Linked DNA regions of Triticum aestivum: region 1 is linked to region 2. The links are chromatin contacts, called in public Hi-C maps. All regions are on one chromosome and are shown on one strand. Each heading gives the region's core, a stretch centred on a gene start, on an enhancer-like site or on the middle of the called end of the contact. The rest is flanking DNA. Distances are from core to core; before and after follow the strand shown.

Region 1 (5,934 bases), core at 1,204-3,703, 280 kb after region 2:
AATATTTCTGATCCTTTTTAAGTCTCTGAAATATTTAATATACATTTTTTGAATTTTGGAAAATATTTTGAAAAAGCGAATATTTATTAAGTTTCTAAAAAAGAAAAAAAGTTAAACTGAAAAAGCAAAAAAAGGGAAACAGGAAAGGAAAACAAACGAAAAGGGCCGGTCAATTCGTGGGCTCCCCTGTGCAAAGCCCTTTTAGTTATTTAATTGTTTAGTTGTTTTATATATTGCCTTTTCTCCATCTTTACAATTTTAATTGTTTTGTGTTTATACTCGTTCCTTTCACTTTCTAGTGGCTACTTTCTTAATTTTTGGCGAATACATGCCTTCTTTAAGAGATACGTGGACAAATATATTTTTAGGCATGCACATTTATTTGTATGGAGAAAAACATTTGATAAAAAAAGCAATCATTTCTCTTTGTAAATGTAAACAGAGAAACAATGTTTTTTATCTAGAATAAAAAATGTTCATGCATCTACAGAATTGTTTTTCATGCACACTAAACATTTGACGCCACTAGTAATATGTGCTATGAAACAAAAGGAAATACAACAATTTTCGATGCTCGTACAAACTTCATTTAGCACTGCTCTCCTGCCCGATCTGGCCATGGACGGTCCAGATAATAGGACTATATGCCAGTATGACCCGATAACGTATCATGTGCACCCAACGAATTCGTACACCAGGTGCTCCGATCCAACCCGAGTCATTGGATTAAAAAGAGAGGGCATGATGAGGGGCAAGGGGAACTGCAGGTACATTTTGCAAAACGGACATTGAAGTCTAGCTGATTTCTGTCCTCCCGTGTCTTCTCTACTGTGCCCAGTTTGAGGCAAGAAATCTGATTGAAAAGAGTAGTCAACCAACAACCAGTAAATCAAAGCCCAAAATTCCATTAATTAGAATCATGAATTGGTATTGTTGATGCAGTCTAACTATATTTCTGTTCTTTTCTACTAGACTCCAGCAGCGATGGATCCGGTGAAGACTTCAGGAACTTTGGCGACGGTGACAATGCCTACTCAGAGGCGAAGAGACACCCAGGCACCATCCTTCGATTCCCAATAACGACTGTTGTTTATAGTCCATCCATCTTTTCAGGCCACACAAGTTCAGGGATTTTTGGCACCATGTAAACAAGAATGTACACTTGCCAAAAAAATAGTATGCGACATTTTTTGTAGTTCAGAGGGGTGGTTGTTGTACAGTTCATCTGCATGCTTGTGATGCTCCAATGTGAAATACACTGATGTTCTTGCATGGAAGCATCTAAAGAAATGTGTTCAGAGATCTTTAGTTCAGTTTCAGTACAAAGCATCATCACAACAGTTATTTATAAAGTTGTTTCTCTCATACTTAATACTAGTAAATGGCACGTGCCATGCACGTGTAGAATTTTTGGCAAGTTATTGAGATATAAATAATTTATTAGTGTAGGTGTGTAATATTAGATCTGCACAATTAATTAATCAATAATTATTGAGATATAAATAATTTGTTAGTGTAGGTGTGTAATATTAGATCTGCACAATTTCGAATACCAAGAGAAATAGGATACCCGCTTCATCCTCAATTTAATGAAATTTAATAGGTCCTAGATTGAGCTATGCATAGAGTATACATTGCAAGTTATTCATTATTACAAATAAAATGATTATTTAAAATTATTTCTGTTTTGTTTATCAGATATCTTCACAAATTTATTGCTGAAAACAAGGGCAATATACTGGTAAAACAAAATTTTAACGGAAAGTAAAAGCCATTTAGCTACAACACATATTACATTTTTCTTTTGTTGTCTTTCTTTAATCATTTAAATTGCTTCCACCAGCAAAAAATTGTTTCAGGCATCTGCGCCTATGCCCAGGCTGAACCATCGTCATGCTTTTACTCTCTCTCATCTCCCATCACCATACCTACTTGGTAGCTCTGCTAGACTCTGGAGATTACTACTCTACCCTACCGCTGCATGCATTGTATCACATGAGTGTGCTAGAAATTTCTACAGAATCACGTGCCCATGCGAAAATGCCAGGCCAACACAGTGAAGTGGCGCAGCGCGAATCCCTGCGATGTGGGCCGTTAGATGGACATATCCAATGGTCTATGTGCAGCCACGTAGTCCTCTAGCACAAGCCATTAAATTTGAGCCGTCTGATTAGAAAGATCCAACGGTCCATATGTCTTGCTATTCGTATACTATATAGGAGTATAGATTATAGGGTTATAACTGTTGAGCAATGAACAATCATGCAACGGTTACATAAGCCGATACAAAAGCACACGTGAGAAGACAAGCATAGTAAAAAAGACAGGGCGGGACAGAATTCATCTAGGCTTCAAGGTCCGTTTTGTTGGATCGGAGCACCTGGTGCATCAGTTCGTCGGGAGCATAGGAAACGTTCAGCTCCCCTTGCCCCTCATCCCGTCCCTCTCTTTTTAATCCAATGGCTGAGGTTGTACCGGAGCACCTAGTGCACGAGTTCGTCGGGAGCACAGGATACGTTCTCAGTATGACCCATACCATCGCTTCCATATTTTTAGACCATTGTCTATATGGACATAAAGACAATCAAATTTAGATAAGGAAATGCTGTTACATTGTAACCAGCCATGTGCATGAGAGACTGAAATCACTACACGCTTTAATAGCAAAGTAAAAGGGAACCAAAGCCAATTATAAATACTAAATCAACGCATCTTTATTGTGTGACTGCAAAACGGCATGGATCTGGCGGATTAGTCATGGATGCACGTACTGCATCGCGTTTCATGGCGCGGTGCTCTCTCATGGTTGAGGCGACGACAACTCAACTCTTTCCACGCAGCGCTGATCCCCTGTGTGATCTCTGCTTCAAGACCATGCCTCCCTGTGCCTTGGGAGGATAGTGTCTTTTCCTGATAAAAGAATACAGTATGTATTAGCATGGACTTCACTGTAACATAAAAGCAAGGCATGTACATATATCTTTCTAAATTCGTAGAAAGGAAATAGCCAATTAGTGTAACTAACTCAAATAGGAAACAACAGAAAATAGTGTTCTTCTTTTTGTCGTATCCTTAAATCATATCACACGACCATGTTTCTCCATCTAAATAAATAAGTACCATGTCATGTGATAGGTTCGTTGCAATCTTGTGTAGTTACTCTTCTTTTTTGGGGTAGTGTAGTAACTCTCATCTCTACTCCTATAAAAACCTGAGTTGGTGATGATGGTGTGCCTTCCATTTTTCACCAATAGCTGTTGGATCTAAACCTGACACATACAAAGCAAACTGTTGCAGTTTTGCAAAAAGATTCCCGCACTTGTTTCCATATTTATAAACAACTCCTCGTCTCTCACAATCAACCTTATCTCTTCCCCACCACATTCAAAAGGCTTGGTATGATGGCCGCTGCGGGCGCCGTCCACCCAATTTTGATGTTCCGTGCAACGCACGGGCATCTTACTAGTATTCTTAAATAATAATCAGTGCTCTATTATTTCCATTTTTTGCTTCAACATGGGACAAGATTTTTATCACTAGTCCTTAATTCATACTAATGCAAATCACTGATTGATATAATCAAAGACCAATCATGTGGAGATAAGTTTTTTATTCATGTGCAGATTTTGACCATGTTTGATATTGTCAACAATTTAGTGCCCACACGCAGGGCACGATTCTCTTTGCAGAACATATAGGCACTCGCCAGAAATAATCTATCGATACCAATTCTAGTTTTGACTACTCACTGGAGAGATAGGTTGTTGCGATTAATTACTACCTCAGTACCAAGATATAAGACGTTTTTGCAGTTGCAGTTCAATTTGAACTGCAAAAACGAGGGAGTAGTTACGACTTGACTTGCACAACAAAGGTCACCGTTTCGTATTCAAATATTCAAGCCGCAAATCAACCAAGTGTAACACCATTTTCGTCTCCAGAAATCCTATCTCTCGATACAAATTCCAGTTTGCCCCCTAACTGTAGAGAAAGACTTTTGTCATTAATGGATTATGTGTTGTCTTGCACAATTAAGGTTAATGTTTTTCATATAGATATATTCAACCTAAAGTGACACCAAGAAGAAACAGGTATGGTCAAACAGCATGATCATAGGTCATAGCAAGTGAGCAACCAAAGAGACCTAACTCTGTGCAATATTAGCATTGGTCAAAATAACAAACCATACCAACAAAAATGTTATATTTTATCTCTTAGTACCCTCATAAAAGAATAATTCAATCCAGAATATTAAAAAATTCTGTAAGTATCAAGCACACAGGTTCGAGATGCCAGAACACAAAATCTCCACTTTGCACCATTTCTTTAGCCAAAAATACCGATATTACCTCCATTTCCAGCAAGAAAAATGAGTGACACTTCAGTATTTCATGGACACGCCAGTGCACTCATGTGTGCATGTGTCAGCACTCAGCACCCTATTTGCTTCCTGACGAACACACGCGCGAGAGAGAGATGGATCAAGGAAGACGATGACACAAGTGGTTTAACGCTGCTCAAACTTCCGCAGCTCTTCTGATTCTTGCCATTGCTTATTTGTGGCTAACATACTCCAACAGATAAGACCGAGAGTGAAGCAATTTTGCCCCTCACGCGAGTGCAGCCATCTCACAGCTTTTCTGATTCTTGCCATTGCTTTATTTGTGGCTAACAAACTCCAACAGAAAAGACCGAGAGTGAAGCGATTTTGCCCCTCATGTGAGTCGTGCCATCTCACGACTCTAGGATCACCTCGCGCAGCTGATGGCGCCGCTAGACTAGCTCACGAACAAACCTGTGACGACCCCTATGTTATTTTATGTGAAAGGGGAAAACAATAGGAAAATAATGTGACAGGCCACGGGTTTATCCCAACAATATCACCCCCTAAAGCATGTGCCATTGTAACTTCGACCATGCCGATCTTTGCACGAAGCTCCGCGAAGCGCACACGCCCAAGAGCTTGAGTGAGAATGTCGGCGAGCTGTCCGTTGGTGCCAACAAACTGCGCCTTAACCTTCATGGCCTCTCCGCATTCCCGAATGCAGTGGAAACGAACATAGATGTGATTGCTTCGGTCGTGGAAAACTTGACTTTTAGCAAATAAGATAGCGGATTAGTTGTCAATGTAGAGTTGAATGCAGGCTGGCTCCTCCTTCAGTTCATTGAGGAACGAAGTGAGTGAAATTTCTTAGCACGCCGCCACAGTGGCAGCTAAGTACTCTGCTTCGCATGGCGAGAGAGGCACCACATTCTACTTGAGTGACTACCGGTTGTTAACATTGTTGGCGTAGAAGAACATGGCGACATCGGTGCTCAACTCAGACGAGTGTCAAGATATCCGGTCATGACGTTGTCGCTGTAGCAGACGAGGTAATCGTCCCCACTTCCCCAATAGTGACAACCCCAATTCGGCGTGGCGGCGACATAGCGCAACACTCTTCACCGCAGCAAGGTGTTGGGTGGTGGGCGCCTCCATGAAGCACGAGACGTAGCCGATGGCGCAAGAGATGTCCGGCCTGGTATCACAGGCACCTGACAACATTGCGGTACTCAGTCGCATCCATCGGCAGCATGGTGCTCTGTTTGCTGAGCTTGAACATGTGGTCCTATTGGCCCGGTGCAATGGTTGCAGTCTACCATGCCACTCCAGTCAAGACTTCGCCGCGTACGCCGCTAGCTCAGGGTGATGCCGTCAACGGACTGGCACACCTCGATCCGCAAGTAAAAAATCAGGATACCAAGGTCACCAATTTTGAAGTTGTTTTGCATCTCCTCCTTGAAGTGCTCGATTTCCCTGACGTTGAAACCAATGATGACACAGACACCACAAGCAGACGAGACGTGGTGCTGCCACCGCGAACCTGGACGGCGTGCTCTCTGGCGCTCCGCTCAAAACAAAGCAAGAACGGGCAACATCAAACTTTTTGTTCC
Region 2 (6,410 bases), core at 1,636-4,135:
CTTTTCCCCTTTTTTCCCGTGCGAGTGGGGGAGAGGATGTAGGGTGACGGAGAGCCAGAGGAAAGGGAACTATGTGATCGAACGAGTCTGTACGATGTGATCGAACGGCGCGCGGGCGTCTAGTACTCACCAAAAGAAAAGAGAAGGCCAAACCAAACCACACCAGACTATAAGCAAACCAGGCACCACTCTCAAGTCTCGGTCACAGGGATCTCCCTGCAACCTTTTCCTTTTCCGTCTTCATACCACGGCGCAAGGATCTTGCGGTGCTGCGTGTTGTGGACAAGAAAACACAAACGGGGCAAGAGGGACTGCCCACGGGACCAGTTTTGGTTATAGCTCGCCTAACACGCACAAGATTTAATTAGTCAGATTTGGTTGGCCACCAAGAAACAGGCAGAGGCGCTAGAAGCTGTCCGGGATCCTGGGCGATGCACCATCACCACCACCACCCCACTGCCGTATCCTGGAGCTCGCCTCCCTTGCCTGCACATTCCAAGATACTGCAGTATCAGGACTCGTCTCGTTTTGCCCGAGGCTGAAACCCAACAGTCAAACCAGGATCGCTCACCTCCTTGTTCCAGTTGGTGCGCATCGTGATCGCGATCAGGATCACGGTCTGCAGGCCCACCCCGGTGAGCATGCCGCCCCACATCCCCTGTTGCATTTCATCCAAAGCCAAACAACCACGGTCGGTTTTAAGCTCGGCAGCCAAACGAACAAAGACATGCATGCACGCAGGAGCGCGTACCTGAATCCCGCGGCGCAGCGGGAAGGCGATCATGTACCCGACCGGGATGCCGACCCCGTAGTAGCACCCGAGGTTGATGTACGCCACCAGCCACTGCCACCCGGCCCCGACGGCCACGCCGGACAGCACGGGCTGGACGCTGTTGAGCAGGAGCGTGAAGGCGAAGACCACGCCCAGGCTGGCCACGGCGTGCACCACCTCGGGCTCTCCGTGAAGGGCGCGCCGTAGACGTCCCGGAGGAGCAGCACGGCCACGAAGAAGGCCACTCCGATGGCCACGGACGACATGAGCACCACCGCGATCGCGAACCTCGCCGCCCGCGGCCGCCCCGCGCCCAGCTCGTTCGACACCCTCACGCTGCTCCAACCATTGGATTAATGCGCACGCACAAATATGTTTTGATGCAGATTGGTTGATTGATTGAGATTACCTGATGGCTGCATTGAATCCGAAGAACACCATGATCTGCCACCCGAACAGGTTGGTGCTGCACGCGGCAGCCAATGTGCCACATCCAGAAATCACAACATGTCAGTGCCACTATATAGTATACTAGCTAGTACTACGTATTTACTAAAGCCAGCTACCGTTTTGCTCAGCTTGGCAGGTGGCAATTATAACAGCTAGCTCACCAGATGGAGACTGCGGCGACGGCAACCTGAGCGTTGGGAAGATTGCCCACGATCACAATAAGGAACATGTAGAACCAGAACTCCAAGCTACCATTCCATGGCGATAGAGATATCATCATCGCAGATTCCATGGCGAAAGAGCGGGAATATAGGTGATTAATTACAACAGTTCATGGCAGTTCATTGGACCATAAGTAGGTGGTACGTATGTACAACCACCAAGCTGTACGAAATGTACGTACCAGATCATGATTGCTGAGCCGATGGAGAGGCGGGCGAAGCTGAAGAGCTCGGTGAAGGCGAGGGAGTCGAACTGGAAGCCGTTCCAGGCGCCGGGGCAGTAACCCATGACGATGTAGGCGAGCTGGCCGAGCACGACGAACCACCACGACGCGTTAAGCGCGACGGCGAGGCCAACGAGGTCCATCCGCATGGGCACCACGAGGAACCAGGTGAGCGCGACGTGGAACACCAGCGCCGCCGCGGACACCGCCGCCATGGCCACCAGCTTGCTCTGCGCCTGCAGGAACTTCTGGATGGGGAAGTTGAGCGCGTAGGCGAAGAGCTGCGGGATCATGTAGAGCGAGAACCGCCCGGCCATGACGGCGATCTGGTCGTCCTGGTGGAAGAACCTCAGGATCGGGGTGGCGAAGAGGTAGAGCGGGAGCATGCAGACGGCCGTGGCGGTGAGCAGCAGCCAGGAGCGCTGCAGGTAGACGCCGAGCATGGGGAGCTTCTTGGCGCCGTAGGCCTGCCCGCACAGCGTCTCCAGCGCGCTCCCCATGCCGTACATGATCCCGAAGGCGAGGCCGGCGACGACGGAGTTCTCGGTGGAGACGGCGTCCAGCTCGAGCGTGGTGAGGTGGCCGGCGGCGACCTGCGTGATGGCGCCCAGCGAGTACTGCGCCAGCGACGTGAAGATGGCCGGCCCGGCCAGGTGCCACAGCCGCCGGTTCTCCTCCGCCGCGCACCGTAGGAACGCCGACACGCTGTGGATCTCCTCCAGGTCATCCTTGTCGCCGCTGCCCGCCCTCGCTAGCAGCGCCTCCGTCAGCGGCTCGTCACCACCGCCAGCACAAGAAGCCATGGATTGGACAGGTCTCTCCTGTCCTGTATCCCAAGACAGTCAACACTGGACTGGACCGGTGCGGTATCGATACCACGAATGCAATGCGGCAGCTGCCAGTCAACTGCCCGATCGAGCATCAGACGATACTTGGTGCTTCCGCTTCCTATGGTGATGGTACTATCCTTGCGAGTTAACCGGCGCGCTCTCTGGGCTATATAGGCGAAAACCGAGGTGGCGAACAAGATGAGCCACGCCGTCTCGACAACACAAATCTCATGTCCAACTTATGTTTATTCGATAACTCCACAGAGCGCGTGTCCACTAATCAATCCAGTCCACTGCTATGCAAATACTGCTAGTATAGGAGTAGTATAGATTACTAGTAGTAGATCCCATCGCTTTCGCTTTCGATCGGATCGCTCGCAGTCGCCATCCGGGTTTTATAGGAGACAAACGCTGGACGGCTTAGCGTACAGCGCGGGCTGCACGCATGTAGTCACTCTTATCTACTCCATGATTAAATAAATATAAAAACTTTTAAAATACTAAAGTAGTGATCTAAAATAAAAGCTTTAAAAATACCAAAATAGTGATGTAAAAGCTCTTATATTAGTTTATGGAGGGAGTACTTGTTTACAAAACAACACATGCAATTTGCTGCCAGTGAAAATATAAAACCATTAACCAAGAAAAACACAAGTAATACAGAACATTAATGGACTGCCTACTGCGTAAAAAACACAGAAACAACTTTTTTTTTGAAAAGCAGGAATACCTCCGGCTTCTACGTCTAGACGATACATACAACCACTTTATTAATTATTCACAGAAGACCTTACAAAAAAATACAATAGTAAATCTGAAGCCACCATCTAGGCAACATCTGTCGCTACTTCTATCCAGGGCCGTCTCCAGAAATTTTGGACCCCGGTGCGGAAAAAATATATGCTAAAATTGGGGCCTCGGTGCGAAAAAAATATATGCCACAGTTTGGCTATCAATTTGTGTAATGTGCGCATATCACCCAAGAATTGGTCACTTTGTTGACCACCCGATCGCATGGTGTGAATCGCATCGCGCGGAGTGTACTCCAGGTTACACACTTGCGTATATGATCATCAAAAATATAAATAAGGTCTTGAAGATAAATAGATCAGAAGCTTTCTCGTAATATATATATATATATATATATATATATATATATATATATATATGAATAGGGACATTTTATTTAAAAAACTCCCTTTGAAATTTATTTCACATTATTATGTGTGTATTTATTTTTAGGGAATTCTAAAATATTAAGCCTTTTTTTATTTCCAGCTCGTTGATTCCCTTCGATAGGTTGTTACCACTCAAAGTCTATGGTAAAAAAAAATTTGGACCTGCGAATGGAGCGATCACCATGATGATTTTCTTTCCTGCCTAAGGCTAGTCATAGTGGAAGTAACTTAGCTAGTAACATAGCGCACTTCAAGAAATTTTTGCTCATGTGGCAAGTATTTAATGTGAGGTGGTAACATAATATGTTACTGTAACATAGCGCTTCCCAAGAAAAGATAAGTCTACAAGCTAATAAATGAAACCATCTATAATAGTAATATCATAGTTACTTTGCGTTATGAAGGTAGTAGCTTAGACTAATGTCATGCATATGACATTAGTCTAAGTTACTCCCCACTATGACCAGCCTAATCCTCATGCATGCAGTTATCGCGCTAGAAGATCTAGAAATAAATGGTGCATGCAGTAAAGAGTCCCCATGATATGGAAAGGAATCAGGCGCATGCGAGGGGAGATAATCAAGGTAAGAAATCCCGTGCATGCAGGGATGCATAGAGAAGGGATGAGATCATGCTTGACATGCAATATACTTAGCGTGAGATTAATGATTTTGGGGCCCCACTTTTTTAGGGGGGCATGTGCGGTCACCCACCTTGGCCACCCTTATGGACGGCCCTGCTTCTATCCAGTTGAAGGGATGATGACAGTCCAGGCCTAATACCACAGATCTTGCAGTCAAGCCTAACATTTAAGACCAGAGGCCCCAATCAAGCCACTTGCCGGGTATGGGGCACACACCGATCCGGCGCGCTCTCAGAGGCCGCCGCCGTCAACTACCACCACTCCATCAGAGCTGTACTAACGCATCAACCTTGCCTGGTCTAGCTGTCGTCGATGCCACCACGACGCCCAACGGCACCACCTCCCTGCGCGCGAACTGCTGAACACGTCACGGTCGCCACCGGTACACCTCAGCACCATCAGGCCAAGTACCACCAGCCGACAGAGCTTGAAGTCTCTGGAAAACCTGTCGTGGGTAGCACCTACCGACCATGCATGACAAAGCGTAGCACCTGTCGACCGGGCATGACTTGACATCTCCACCGAAGCTTCGCGCAAGACAAAGCCGCTCCACCTCCTACCTCAGCGCTGCTCCACAAACGATGCTCCCAAGAGAGAAACGACACCGCAGTGTCGCCATCCTCTGATCTGAAAGACCCGATCCTAGGGTTTCCCTAGAGCAATACGAGTGGGTCGACAGTAGTCACATAAGGATGCCTTCATCAAGATAACGACACAGAACACCGCCATCGCCCACCGTCGGCTTGGTTTTCACCGGCCACTATGTCTCCCCGACTCGCAATCGGTACTAGATGATGGATTCGGAGATCTGAACACCCAGTCTCAGGCTGACCATCTCTGACGGTAGAGATGACCACCACCGCCGGATGCACCGGTCAGAACAGATTCGACCAAAAGTGCTGCCGACGAGATCACCAGGCCCTCCACACCGCCGCCGCCGATCTGAAGGTGGATTGCACGCCACCGCAGCCTAGCAGGCCACCACGCCGACCACAGCCGTCGCCGCGCCCGAAATCTATGACTGGCCGCCCGCTGCGCCTAGCCGCCGTCGTCCGAGGACGGGCCGGCCACCCGCCGCTTGCCGCAGCCATCCACTGCGCTGGAGAAACCGAATCGGCTGCGCCACCATACGCCTAGGGGTCCCACACCATCCCGAAGACACGGGAGAGAGGAAATCCCCCGCCACCGCCGTCAGCCCCCGGGCTTAGCCCGGCGGCGCCCCCCGGCGGCGGCGGAGGGAGATGAGGAGGGAGTGCGCGGCGGCGGCGGCTAGGTTTTTGGGCTCCGGTCGAGTCGCCCTAGGGGGGGTGACGCGGGGCCTGGGCCTGGAGATACGCGAGGGAGTGCTGGTAGATGGCCACCGGCCATTTTTTACCGTTACAATTTGGATCGGAGCCACACAGAAACAACTAAGGTACATGATCTGAAGTTCTGAGCTGGCTACTAAAGCATCAAGGATTCAAGGACCCTGTCTTGTGTCAGGACTTCACCCACGACCTCATAATGAAAGGACACGAACCGAATAACGCAATGTTTGTACCCACGTCTGCCCATGTCTATGTGACTACTATGCGTTTACTCAATTGATACGATTAAGATCTCAGTTGCTAAGAGGTGTTCAAGTGCTTTGTATAGCGGTGCCCGGCTGTCCATGTCTATGACTGCTATGCGTTTACTCAAATGATACGATCAAGATCTCTGTTGCTAACCTCGTGCTTAGCTTACCTTAGCTCCTACCTCCTCTTTAGCTGTTTTGAGCTTCTCTTGTATAGCTGGAATCCCCAGCTAGCAGAGATAGTGTGCGCGTTACCTTTCTATGTTTTTCGGTTGTCAATTTATTTATAAAGCGGCACACAAGCTTTTTTGGGTATAGCGGGGTCGATCCATTGTCAAACTTACATGAAGTAACTTTTTTTTTTCAATTTAACTATACACAAGTCCCGTGAATATTAATTTTGGGTCAGTCGATTTTTTGGACAATGATTTTTGCTTTGAGATTCGTACTGTTCTGTGAGCTGGCTTAGGTTTTGTGTTTTGACTGACCACGTATTTGGGTCGGTCAACTTTCTACTGGGCTGAGGCTCACCTATGC

Evidence for each region. A called contact is a pair of places that touch in the nucleus more often than the background predicts.
Region 1: a Hi-C map of leaf shows a contact between it and region 2, with 5 times the contacts expected there. The contact joins two enhancer-like sites. A contact is called at or near these places in 2 of 5 Hi-C or Micro-C datasets (both in leaf).

The regions. Positions count from the first base shown.
Region 1 is chr7B:257,401,453-257,407,386 of IWGSC CS RefSeq v2.1, forward strand. It overlaps LOC123159193, which reads right to left. Exons shown (of 2, transcript XM_044577019.1): 2 at 2,570-2,910. The coding sequence ends at 2,823. Among protein-coding and RNA genes, the nearest start is that of LOC123159193, 7.5 kb to the right of the region's middle. Within about 2 kb of position 2,454, at least 1 of the 8 cell types and tissues checked has an H3K27ac peak or open chromatin away from gene starts, as enhancers often do. A contact at or near this core is called in leaf, where this site is marked.
Region 2 is chr7B:257,120,501-257,126,910 of IWGSC CS RefSeq v2.1, forward strand. It overlaps the pseudogene LOC123158886. Among protein-coding and RNA genes, the nearest start is that of LOC123159550, 78 kb to the left of the region's middle. Within about 2 kb of position 2,886, at least 2 of the 8 cell types and tissues checked have an H3K27ac peak or open chromatin away from gene starts, as enhancers often do. A contact at or near this core is called in leaf, where this site is marked.